Linked DNA regions of Zea mays: regions 2 and 3 are each linked to region 1. The links are chromatin contacts, called in public Hi-C maps. All regions are on one chromosome and are shown on one strand. The core of a region is the stretch at or near the end of the contact, and the rest is flanking DNA. Distances in the headings are between cores, read along the strand shown.

Evidence for each region. Hi-C and Micro-C count contacts between places; a contact is called where the count stands out from the background.
Region 2: a Hi-C map of ear shows a contact between it and region 1, with 2.2 times the contacts expected there. The contact joins the promoter of LOC100383838 here to the promoter of LOC100281528 in region 1. A contact is called at or near these places in 2 of 25 Hi-C or Micro-C datasets (bundle sheath and ear).
Region 3: a Hi-C map of bundle sheath shows a contact between it and region 1, with 6 times the contacts expected there. The contact joins the promoter of LOC100193705 here to the promoter of LOC100281528 in region 1. A contact is called at or near these places in 8 of 25 Hi-C or Micro-C datasets (bundle sheath, ear, endosperm and 2 more) and 1 of 3 datasets of contacts at active chromatin or transcription factors (seedling).

What each region holds. Positions count from the first base shown.
Region 1 is chr1:145,035,282-145,038,620 of Zm-B73-REFERENCE-NAM-5.0, reverse strand. LOC100281528 (synaptic vesicle 2-related protein) reads right to left here and starts at 1,643. Exons shown (of 3, transcript NM_001154446.1): 1 at 1,177-1,643; 2 at 844-1,081; 3 at 1-735. The coding sequence starts at 1,433. The coding sequence ends at 220.
Region 2 is chr1:144,795,833-144,799,171 of Zm-B73-REFERENCE-NAM-5.0, reverse strand. It overlaps LOC100383838 (Pumilio homolog 23), which reads left to right and starts at 1,465. Exons shown (of 11, transcript NM_001362164.1): 1 at 1,465-1,669.
Region 3 is chr1:145,242,729-145,246,067 of Zm-B73-REFERENCE-NAM-5.0, reverse strand. It overlaps LOC100193705 (Alanine aminotransferase 2 mitochondrial), which reads right to left and starts at 1,864. Exons shown (of 15, transcript NM_001327768.1): 1 at 1,688-1,864; 2 at 858-908; 3 at 102-152. The coding sequence starts at 1,726.

The DNA.
Region 1 (3,339 bases), core at 394-2,893:
AGAGCTCCCCATGCCACAGGCGCGAGCACCGAACAGAAGAGCGGTTGTCACCGACTCCTTCTGATGAACAGCCAGAGGTCCGAGGAAGCCACAGCATCCAAACAGCAAGATCCACATTGTAGCTTTCCGGCCAAGCCAATCAACGATAATGGCAGAAATAACCAGCCCCGGAAACTCTGGCGATGCCATATTTGGGTTAGAGGCAGCACCAACAATTAATTAATAGTAGTAGTACCTACCTGCTAAGCTAGTTATGAAGACATCTTTATAGAGATTCGGGTTTCCTTCGTGCGCTTGAGATTTGTGAGCAGACGACGATGCGCACCTCCGGTTCGCGTCACTCAGCTGCGACGTCAGCAACACTAGGCCGTAATAGGCAAAGGAGTTTGCAAACCAAACGAACCAGATGAGAAGCGTGGATCTCAGCAGTTTGCGCGAGAACAGCCTGCGCAGGGCAGCCATGCCACCGGAACCGGATTTGGAGGCGTCGTCTGTTGTACTCTCTCCCAGTCCCAGCTGCGTTTCCGTGTGGTGGTATGCCAGAGCTCCGGGAGGAAGAGCGGCCTTGTTCGTCCTGGACATCCTCTCAAGAACAAGGGTCGCGTCGGATATTCTGTTCTGCGCGCAGAGGTACCGTGGCGACTCCGGTGCGACGACGAAAAACACGAGCAAGGCGAAGCATGGGAGGGAGGTGAACGCCAGCAGCCACCGCCAGCTCAGTCTTGACAACACGACCTGCATGCATTACAGATGTCAGGAATATTTAAGACGATTACATGCTTGCATATACAATAAAAAAAAGGAAAGAAAAGCTGTGAGGTGCAGTCATATACTCATTCATACCCACGCAAGCGAAGCCTCGAAGATGGTTCCGATGGTCCAGAAAGCAGAGAACACAAGCATCCAGGCACCACGGTTCTTGGTAGGGACAAATTCCAGAAACCAAGACGAAAATACATGCGTGCCACCAACTCCTACACCCACAAGAAACCGAAGTGCCAGCAGGGATATGTAGTTAGGAGATAGAGCACTTGTCAACCCTGCTCCAGCGGTAAGAGTAACGGAGAACAATAGAGCGGTCCTGCAATCATCACAAGGTACAAGATTTGTGCTTTTCACATATGGAAGGGTCAAAACATAGCAAACGAAAAGAGAGTCAGAGAGAGGTCAAGTTACCTCCTTCCGTATTTGTCGGAAATATAGCCCCAGGAACAGGCTCCCAGGAGCATGCCAGTGAAGACGACGCTGGAGAGCAGGCTCTCGTGCTGGGCAGAGACGTTCCACTGCTGCCGAACCAGCGGTCCGACGAAGGAGAGCAGCATGAGCTCCATGGAGTCCGCCAGCCAGCCCGTCCCTGCGTACACAAGAACAAGCGCCTGGAACTTGCCAAACCCCATGGCCGTCAGCGCGTCGTCCGTAGTGTACGTTTCCATGCTCGTAGCCGCCGGCGGCCAACGAGCAGCAGATCGAGACTGATGAAACGAGACCTAGCTAGCTAAGGAAGCTATGCAGGAAAGCAATAAACCGAGGATCGAGGCGGTGGAGCACGACGACGTACGGCACCGAGCGGCGGGGCAGTGGAGTGGAGCCGCCGGCCGGAGTCTGTGTGAGATGGACCGAAGGCGACAGGATTGACCAAGCCGGGAAAGGTAGTTTGGACTGGATCGAATTCTAGATGGACATGGGCGGACGGGGACGAAACAGCATTTGAGTGACGACGTCAGCACTGAGCACGGGCTGATCCCGATGTCTCGGTCTCCCATCTCTCCTTTAGGATTCATGCACATATATATATACACCCCTCCTCTAACAAATTATGGATCGTTATTATTAGACGTTTATGTCTTTTGAGCTAATTGGAACAAAATCGATCATCTGTGGCTTAACCCTAAAGTGTAATATTCTCCTCGAAGCGTAGAAATAGAAAAAAGGCTGTAACGTTAGAGTGCTCTCTGCTGCCTTTTAGACCGCGTTGAAAGCATTTTCAACGGCCAAGAAACGTTTCGGTCTCTCATAGGATAGGAGGGAGGCGTCTGGACGCTTCCCGCAGTAAAAGAAATGTATTTTATACGTAGTAGATATAGTATTTATTATCAGCAACAGAGAGAGAAGAAAAAAAAGGCGAAAGAAAGACACAAGATGCGTTGAAACACTCACACTAAAACATAGCATTATTTCTCATCTAAAGTATGGAGGAAAACTTCCTACCATACATACCAAAGTCCTTTCGCATAATTTTTTTTCTTCTGCGATCAAAATGGCACGCATAGGATTCTCTATTTTTTTATTCCTAGTTTTTTTTAACGCAATAGCAAGATATCTGCGTTCCAATTAATTATAATGAAACTAATCCGGTTCTTAAGGAAAACCGCCTCCGTTGACTACTTGATTTCAATCCCTAAAGACGTCGAGAATCAAGACAACACAAGTTAGAAATGGGGACCTTCGTCCTAAGTTTAACACTTCTTTAGAGTGTTAATGCGAGGGGCGAATGTTTTCGGATGGAAATATAAATGGAAATTGTTGGGGTGTTGGCCACGAACACGCCAAGGCTGTAAGAGTTTGTTTTTCAGCGGATGACATTAAAAACCTTTCGGTCGAAGCTTCTGCGCTAGGCGGAAAATTTTACTACGAGGTGTGGATGAAGGGTGGTCGTGAAATAGTTGATGAAGCTATTAGAAATAATGAAAAAGAATCTCACGACGCTCAATAAGAAGCCAAACGAGTTGAAGAAGCTGCCGAGCGTGCAAGGATTATAGGTACCCTTACTGAGGTTTAGCTTCGGAATTCGTTTTCAGCTTCGAAATTAACAAACATTTTTTTATGATGTAGCTGAACTTTCGCTCCCACGGTCCCACCGGAGCCATACAACCCCGAAGCTGACCCAGCCTTGAAGGAAGCACTAGATATGATTAAAATTGCTAATTAAGCTGTTGACGAAGCTGTCAACAAACTGCTAAATGAAGCTGCTGAGAAAGTGTTGAAAGAAGATTAAAACTTTGTATATTTGAGAGTTTAATTTTTGTACATGGCTTTCGTCTTTTATAAGAACCAAACATCAAGTATTTGTATGTGTGTTAATGTAATATATTTCTTTGTGATGCATCGAACCTTCGTACATACCGTTTTTGAGCCGCTAGCGAAAAAACATCTTCCCTTCTTTTCATGCTTCACGAAGAAAAAGATTCCCCTCCTGTCGATTCAATACTGGGTATTATGCCACGATTGTTGTGTAATAATACTGCTAGCGAATATTCTCCTCATGTGTAAAAATATATCTGTCGAAGGCATATCTTGTGCTACAACATGTTCTTTCATGATCCGACAAATATTTTCGAA
Region 2 (3,339 bases), core at 216-2,715, 240 kb after region 1:
TCAACATCATACTTGATCTTGACACTACTTTAAGCCGAAGTTGTTGCTCTTCGGCTATAGCTTCAACATTCATCGTTAATCGTGTTTCGGGCTATATCTTTGTCTTAAAGACCTTCGGCGGAGAAGAAGACTCCCATCGTGAACCTTCGTTCATGACAAAGCTACTGTAATACTCGACATTATGCTATAAATAAATGATTAGTCGTGTTTTTTATGACCTTCGGAAGAGAAAATCCCCAAACATTCACTTACATATTGCTCCTAGCTTAATGCACATTTCAAGTGAGCAATCAAGTAAAGAGTCTTTCTTTCTCTCATCTTCTCATCCGAACTTGGTTTTTAGTTACTCTAACCCATAAATTGGACCTAGTTTATGTTGTTTGAAACAAGTTTTGCAGGATCACCTATTCACCCCTCTAGGTGTCAGGAAGATAAAAGGGGGCTGTAGGGTTTAGAATCTAGAAAGTTACAGATTCCTACTATCGCGAAGTCTCGCACGATTATGTGTCCACGTTTGGACGATTTTCACCAAAGTGATTCTTACAAACGTGAACTGAAAAGCTAAACATTTGACCGTATGTAGCAGCTTCTAGCGGTCAGAAGCTAAAAAACCAAAGCAAACACCACCACAGAAATATTGGCACTCGTCACTAGTCTTTGACTCTTCATTGCAACAAATATAACATTCTTTTTGGTGAGTCCATACCATTTTTTTCAAGAAAAACAATATTCGAGAACCCTCGTCCCATGTTTAGGACAAAAGTATTTTAGATTCACTTAGCAATTGTCAAAGGTTGAAGATAAAATTATTGTAATAAAATTATTACATATTTACAAGAAAACATTATAGATTGTGAAAATATTCTATGTTCAAGTGAAAACGGTTTCTAGCTTCATTAAGAAAAGATGTTCAACATAAATAAAACAAAAAATATTCCATTGTGTTTATTTACAATGTCCTAATAATTGTTATCATTTCTCCCCTAATTTGGAATCAATTTTTATATTAACCATCGAGTCATCGACAAAAAGTGTGTCACGGAGAAAATAAATACGAAATAAAAGAGTAACAAACAAAAAAAAAGATAAAGAAAAAAATAACGAAAAAATTGCAAAAGAAATACTTAAAAAAACCAACCCAAGAGAAGGCGCCCCAAGGGATGAAAACGGTTTTAGAATTTTTTCCGACCGGAATCGTCGGTATCGGTATTTCTCGAAATCGGAATCGGTCATCGGAATTTTAGATCAGAATCGGTATTGAAATCGGTACAATCCTTTATCGACCGTTTTCTTCAGTTACCGTTTTGAGTCGGAATTTACCGAATTCAAAATTCAGAATTTATCGAAACTCATGGTCCAGCTCAAATTCTAAATTCACAACTCATGGGCGGCCCATGGTTCAGCAAGCAGCCCAGGCCACCACAAGTCCACAACCCAATTGTCGTCGGCCACTGCTCTTCCACTTGCAGTCTTCCGTCGCCCTCGCCCCTCGCCCAGGCACAGCCGCACAGCAAGCATAGCCGCCACCGCCAGTCGCCACTGCTCAGCTCGGCGCTCCATGGCGTGCCCCCAAATTCCGTGACGGCGTGACTCGTCTTCCTCCTTTCCTCTCTGCCGGGCTGCACGTGCAGACCACGGACGAACACACTGCCCCCAAGGCCCCAATCCAGTAAGTAATCTGTAATCCCTAATCTAGCTTTGTGGCCATGGATGCACGCACCCTCTGCCGGACGCACCCAGCCGCCATGGACGCACGGACGCACCCACTCCAAGCAAGGGCAACTCCAGCCGCCATGGACGCACACGCACCCAGCTGCACCTGCACAGACACACTCCAGTCCTCCTCCTGCCGCTGCTCTTCCTCCTCGCGCGCCGGACGCATCCGCTGCTCTTCCTCCTCCTCGCGCGCCGGACGAACTGACGCACCCACTGGCCACTGGTTAAGGGGATATTATAGCAAAGTATTAAATTTTTCCTCCACAGAGAAGTATCAATTTCGTTATCAAATGTCATGTTCCTAGGATAAACTCCAGTGCGCTTGGTTGGTGAGGATAAATAAACAGGAAGAACCAGATGCCAAACGGATAGCAAAGAGGATTCTAGAATACGTCGGGAATCAAGTTGCCACAAGCCACGACAACTTCCGCAGTCATAGTAATTAACCCCCAACAAAATTATAGCTGCAAAATCACAGAGACTACCCTGCCACGAGTTAATAGCAAGCAGCTTTGCTGGGGTCTGATACACACAGCCTTCTTCTATGCTCGAGAGCAATAAAACTTTTCTCCCACAGCACCTCTCGACGGAACATGACTATGCAGGTCAAGTATATAGTCAGTGTCTCGAGCCTGACATTCTTTAAATCTACACTTATTGTTCACACAAAGGGGAGTAAATATTTCGACTCGGAAGAGAGGACCTTCTTGACGAACTGTTGTTCTTCAGATGATCCTGGTGGGCGTGGCTCTAAGAAGAGCAGCACCGCGACGTAAGGCCGCCAGAATTTGTTGCTGACACTTGAATGGACTGTCTCTCTCTGAGGTTACCAGACCCCAAACCAGACTCCTCCGAAGACAGGGGCTTCTTGCTGATTATCCGGTAGATCTCGGCTAGAACGGTGTGGAAGGCCTTCTCCACAATTCAGAATCTGCTTTTAGTGCGGGTGGTCATGTACTTGTGTTTTTGTGATATTTATAAACTTTGTTGTATTGTGATATTTTCATATTGATATGGTTACCGATTGTATTTTAGATTCCGACCGATACCGATGTATTTTTTGTACCGAACTTCTGTTTCCGATGATTCCGAAATACCGATGTCGTTTCCGTTTCCGGAATTACCGTTTCCGATTTCATTTCCGATAAAAATATGAAAACGGTAACGGTTTTAGTGTTTTCCGATCGTTTCCGACCGTTTTCATCCCCGCTGTCCCTGGCCTTGGGCCGAATAACCCCGCACTCGGCTACGGCCGTCGTTCTCATCCGTTCCTTCACCCTGCGTGTGCTCTCTTTCCTCCCATCTCTCTCCGACTAGCCGATCACTGGGTGGGCTACCGCCGCCGCCACCCTGCGCCAGGTGCCGAGGCCTTCGTCGGTCTCTTCTCCGGCGACGAGCACCCACCAGGTATTCCTCCCCTTCTTTTCCTTCCATGCTGAACGCAACCGAGCACCCAAACCCTTACTCAAAGCTATTTGGCTATTTGATGCCCTACTAACTTTTTTGCATGAATTATTGGGTGCACATGTGTACACCCACGTACTGGTCCGCCCCTGGTTGCCGTTCTCTGGGATTCTTGTTTCTTTCAGAATGCTGATTCTGCTTCCTCTCTGTCTCGTTTCA
Region 3 (3,339 bases), core at 615-3,114, 210 kb before region 1:
TGCAAGGGTAAAAATATAATTGGACTGAGCTATATAGTTTTCGAAAAATGATGAAAGATAAAAGTACTTTCAATGAAATTTTCGAATCAACAGTTAGGTACCTCATCAAAAGGAAGAGACCCTGGTTGTGTTTGTAGTTGTTGCTGCAAGCGCTGTTAACAGAAAAAAACAGTGGGGCTATATTAAATCAATTTTGAAGCAGTTCCTTAATAATAGCAGACCTGCTAGTGGCATGGAGCGCTCAAGATTCTAAAAAATATTCACAGTGAGCCATATTAAATATGGTGAACAAGATTATTAACCTTCAATAATTAGGATAGATTTCATCAGGGAACAATTGCAAATTAAAATATTAATAATATGTTAATTGGCAATCAAGGAGACTATATGCTTAATTCCCTTCCTGAACCAAACTAGAATTCCAAAACTATAAAGTAAGCTCTATAACACAAATACATGTTTGTGACTCCAGGTATTGCACTATGCTGTTCTTTGTTGATTCAGTTAAATCAGATAGCAGTGGGCGTGTTCGGCTGGCTACAAGCCGACACTGTTGCAGCTGTTTGGACTGCTGCAGCTGCAATCCATAGAGAGAAAAATACTGTAGAAGCCGCAGCCGCAGCCGGATTGCAGCCGCAGCAAGCCGCAGCGAACAAGCTGAGTATCAAAAGCAATACTATTACCACAACAGTGTAACAAGTACTATTATCACAACAGCCTAACAAAACTTATATGATTTAACGTTATTGCCTTGTGGTGAGGTGATTAACCGATTATATGGGAACATGAACAGAGTGATATATAACATACTGAAGTACTAGACTGCAAGCCTTGTTGAACATCAGTAGTCAAGATACCTGAGCATGGATGACAATCTCGCCACGGACTGCATACTCACATTTCAAGACCTGTAATAGTTGTCAGTGTATTAGCTAGGCATGAGAAGCCACACTCGCCTTACCTAGACAAGCAAAGCACGAAAGCTATTGTCTATGAAACAGGTGGAGATCAAGATCACACGACATTCAATAGGTTTAGTAACAAAGTACAGCTTGCCAACGTTGTAGTACCTCAGATCTCGCATAAATAGTACAGCATCAACCTATCATCATTTTGCACCAGAATGGGGCAGCAGTTCAAACAAACCGCCGTATCCCCTTTTGAAGTCAAAGGGGAGAAAAAGGATACTGACATAGATGACATTAAACTATTCGATCACAACAAAACAAAACAAAAAGAAAAGGCACTCCAGCAGCTCGAGTCGCACTGAGATCTAACTCTGGGTTGAGAGAGAGCGATAGCAACTAGTGATCCCGGTAAAAGGAACTACACTTGTTCCCAACATCTTACTGTTGGAACTTTGCGCCGGTGCAGTTATTTTACAAATATCCTAAAAAAATCTCATTTGATTTCAAAGTATGAATCAAAACCGGATCATCAGAACAAGAACTAAGCACGCATGTACCACTGCAGCGAATCAAGGATAATCTTTTCACCCCAAATTTCTCAAGCAAACGAGAATCAAAGCCGCGGCTCAGATGAATCAGGGATATGCAGAACGCAGCACATCCACAGTGCTTCTTTCTGTCTCGTCAAAGCCCAAACTTCCCACCGAAGAATCCATCAAAACGGAACCTTCAATGGACAGACAGGTAGACAGGGCGAGGAAAACGGGCGGTGCTGTCACCTTGGGGTTGAGGTTTTCCACGGCGACGCTGGGGGCCATGGCGAACACGAGGGATCAGCTTCGCAGCGACGGAAGGATTGCGTACAAGCCGAGGACAACGGGCCGCGTCCCTCTCTCACAGTGCGGCTTCGTGGCGAATCGGGGCAGCGAAACCAGATGTTTGGCGTTGTCGAAAAAAAAGGCCAGATGGCTGGTGCTTATAAAAGGCGGCCACGGGCGTACAGGGGGAGGGAACGACGGAAGCAGACAAACAAGAGGCGCACGCCAGAAAGCGAGTGGAAGGAGAACGGAGGGCCGGTGGCCACAGCCGCGGTTTTGCGTTAATTAAAATAAAACAAACAAAGTCACTCTTTGGTATTTATTACAATAAAAAAGTCTCAGATCAATGCTGTAGATGAGCTTGCCTAGATTGCATCATGCAATTTTGGCACTTTTATGTTCCTTCTCTCGTACATGCAACTACTATGAATAACTTGGCTTCTCTTTCTGTGCCGATTCAAGCTATGCGAGTTTTTTTATTTCTTATCTGCGATGTGATGCGGGATGTTTCCCTTGTTGTTTCCCTCTTTCGTTCCAATTTATAATTCATTTAAAAATTTTATCGTAATTTTGATTAACTTGTCTAATTAAAAAATATAATTATTATTAATTTTTACTGTGATATTGTTTATCATGTAATACACATTAAGTATGGCTTTAATTTTTTCTTTTTTTCTTAAGAATTTTGAATGAAACGAGCTGGTCAGACTTATAAAAAATTATAATAAATAATAAATTAGGACACAAGGAGTAAAACATTTAAAAAGTTTATCTATCAATGTCATTTCTAATAAAATGTTGGCTCCGTTGACTAGAGCTAATGAAAGACTATTTGATCCTACGAAAGATATATGGAACTATCAACTATATAATACATTCTTTAACGAAATTGGAGAAGGCGAAGCCCATGTAGAAATTTATTAAAAACCAAAAGATGAGTGAAAATTAAAAGTTTAACAACAAAACTTCAAGAGACAAAAAATGAAATGAAGAAAGTAAAAGTACAGAAGAAGGCAACAGCAGATTCTGGATCCATAAATCAAAGAGAGTTGAATGTTTAGCGTTTGCCCTGGAGGTGATCAGTTTTATCTTTTTTCCGTAAGTTTCTTCCAAAGAATGGAAGTGAGGTTCAACATTGTTGAATAGTACATTTTTGTCGGTAACGATGGCACACAGTCATATTTGATATAAATAAAAATATTTTAATATTAAAGTACACATATGGTTCACATATTAAATATTAAACTGATAAAAACAAATATTACACTTTATTTTCTCCAAAATGTCAAGAAAGATATGAGTTGAAAACGAGCCTGACCCTTTTCTTATAGCTCATTTGATCGTTCGTTCTCTTTTAGCTAACGAGGTGGTACTATATGGAAGCGCTGCGCTGCGAGTGACTTTCTGTCATGTTAAGCTTGGATAGTTTCTCATGGCTAATTTGTGATGTAACGATCCATTAGTAGGCAATAATCGGGGGAAATGAATAGACTTACGTGTTTTGCATGTGTTTTGCATATGACGCACGACGTACAAAACTAGTGCTCTAAAGTAGTAGTGATTAGATCAGTTTTTGCATTTCGAATGACCCAAGTAATTGAGATTGCCACCAC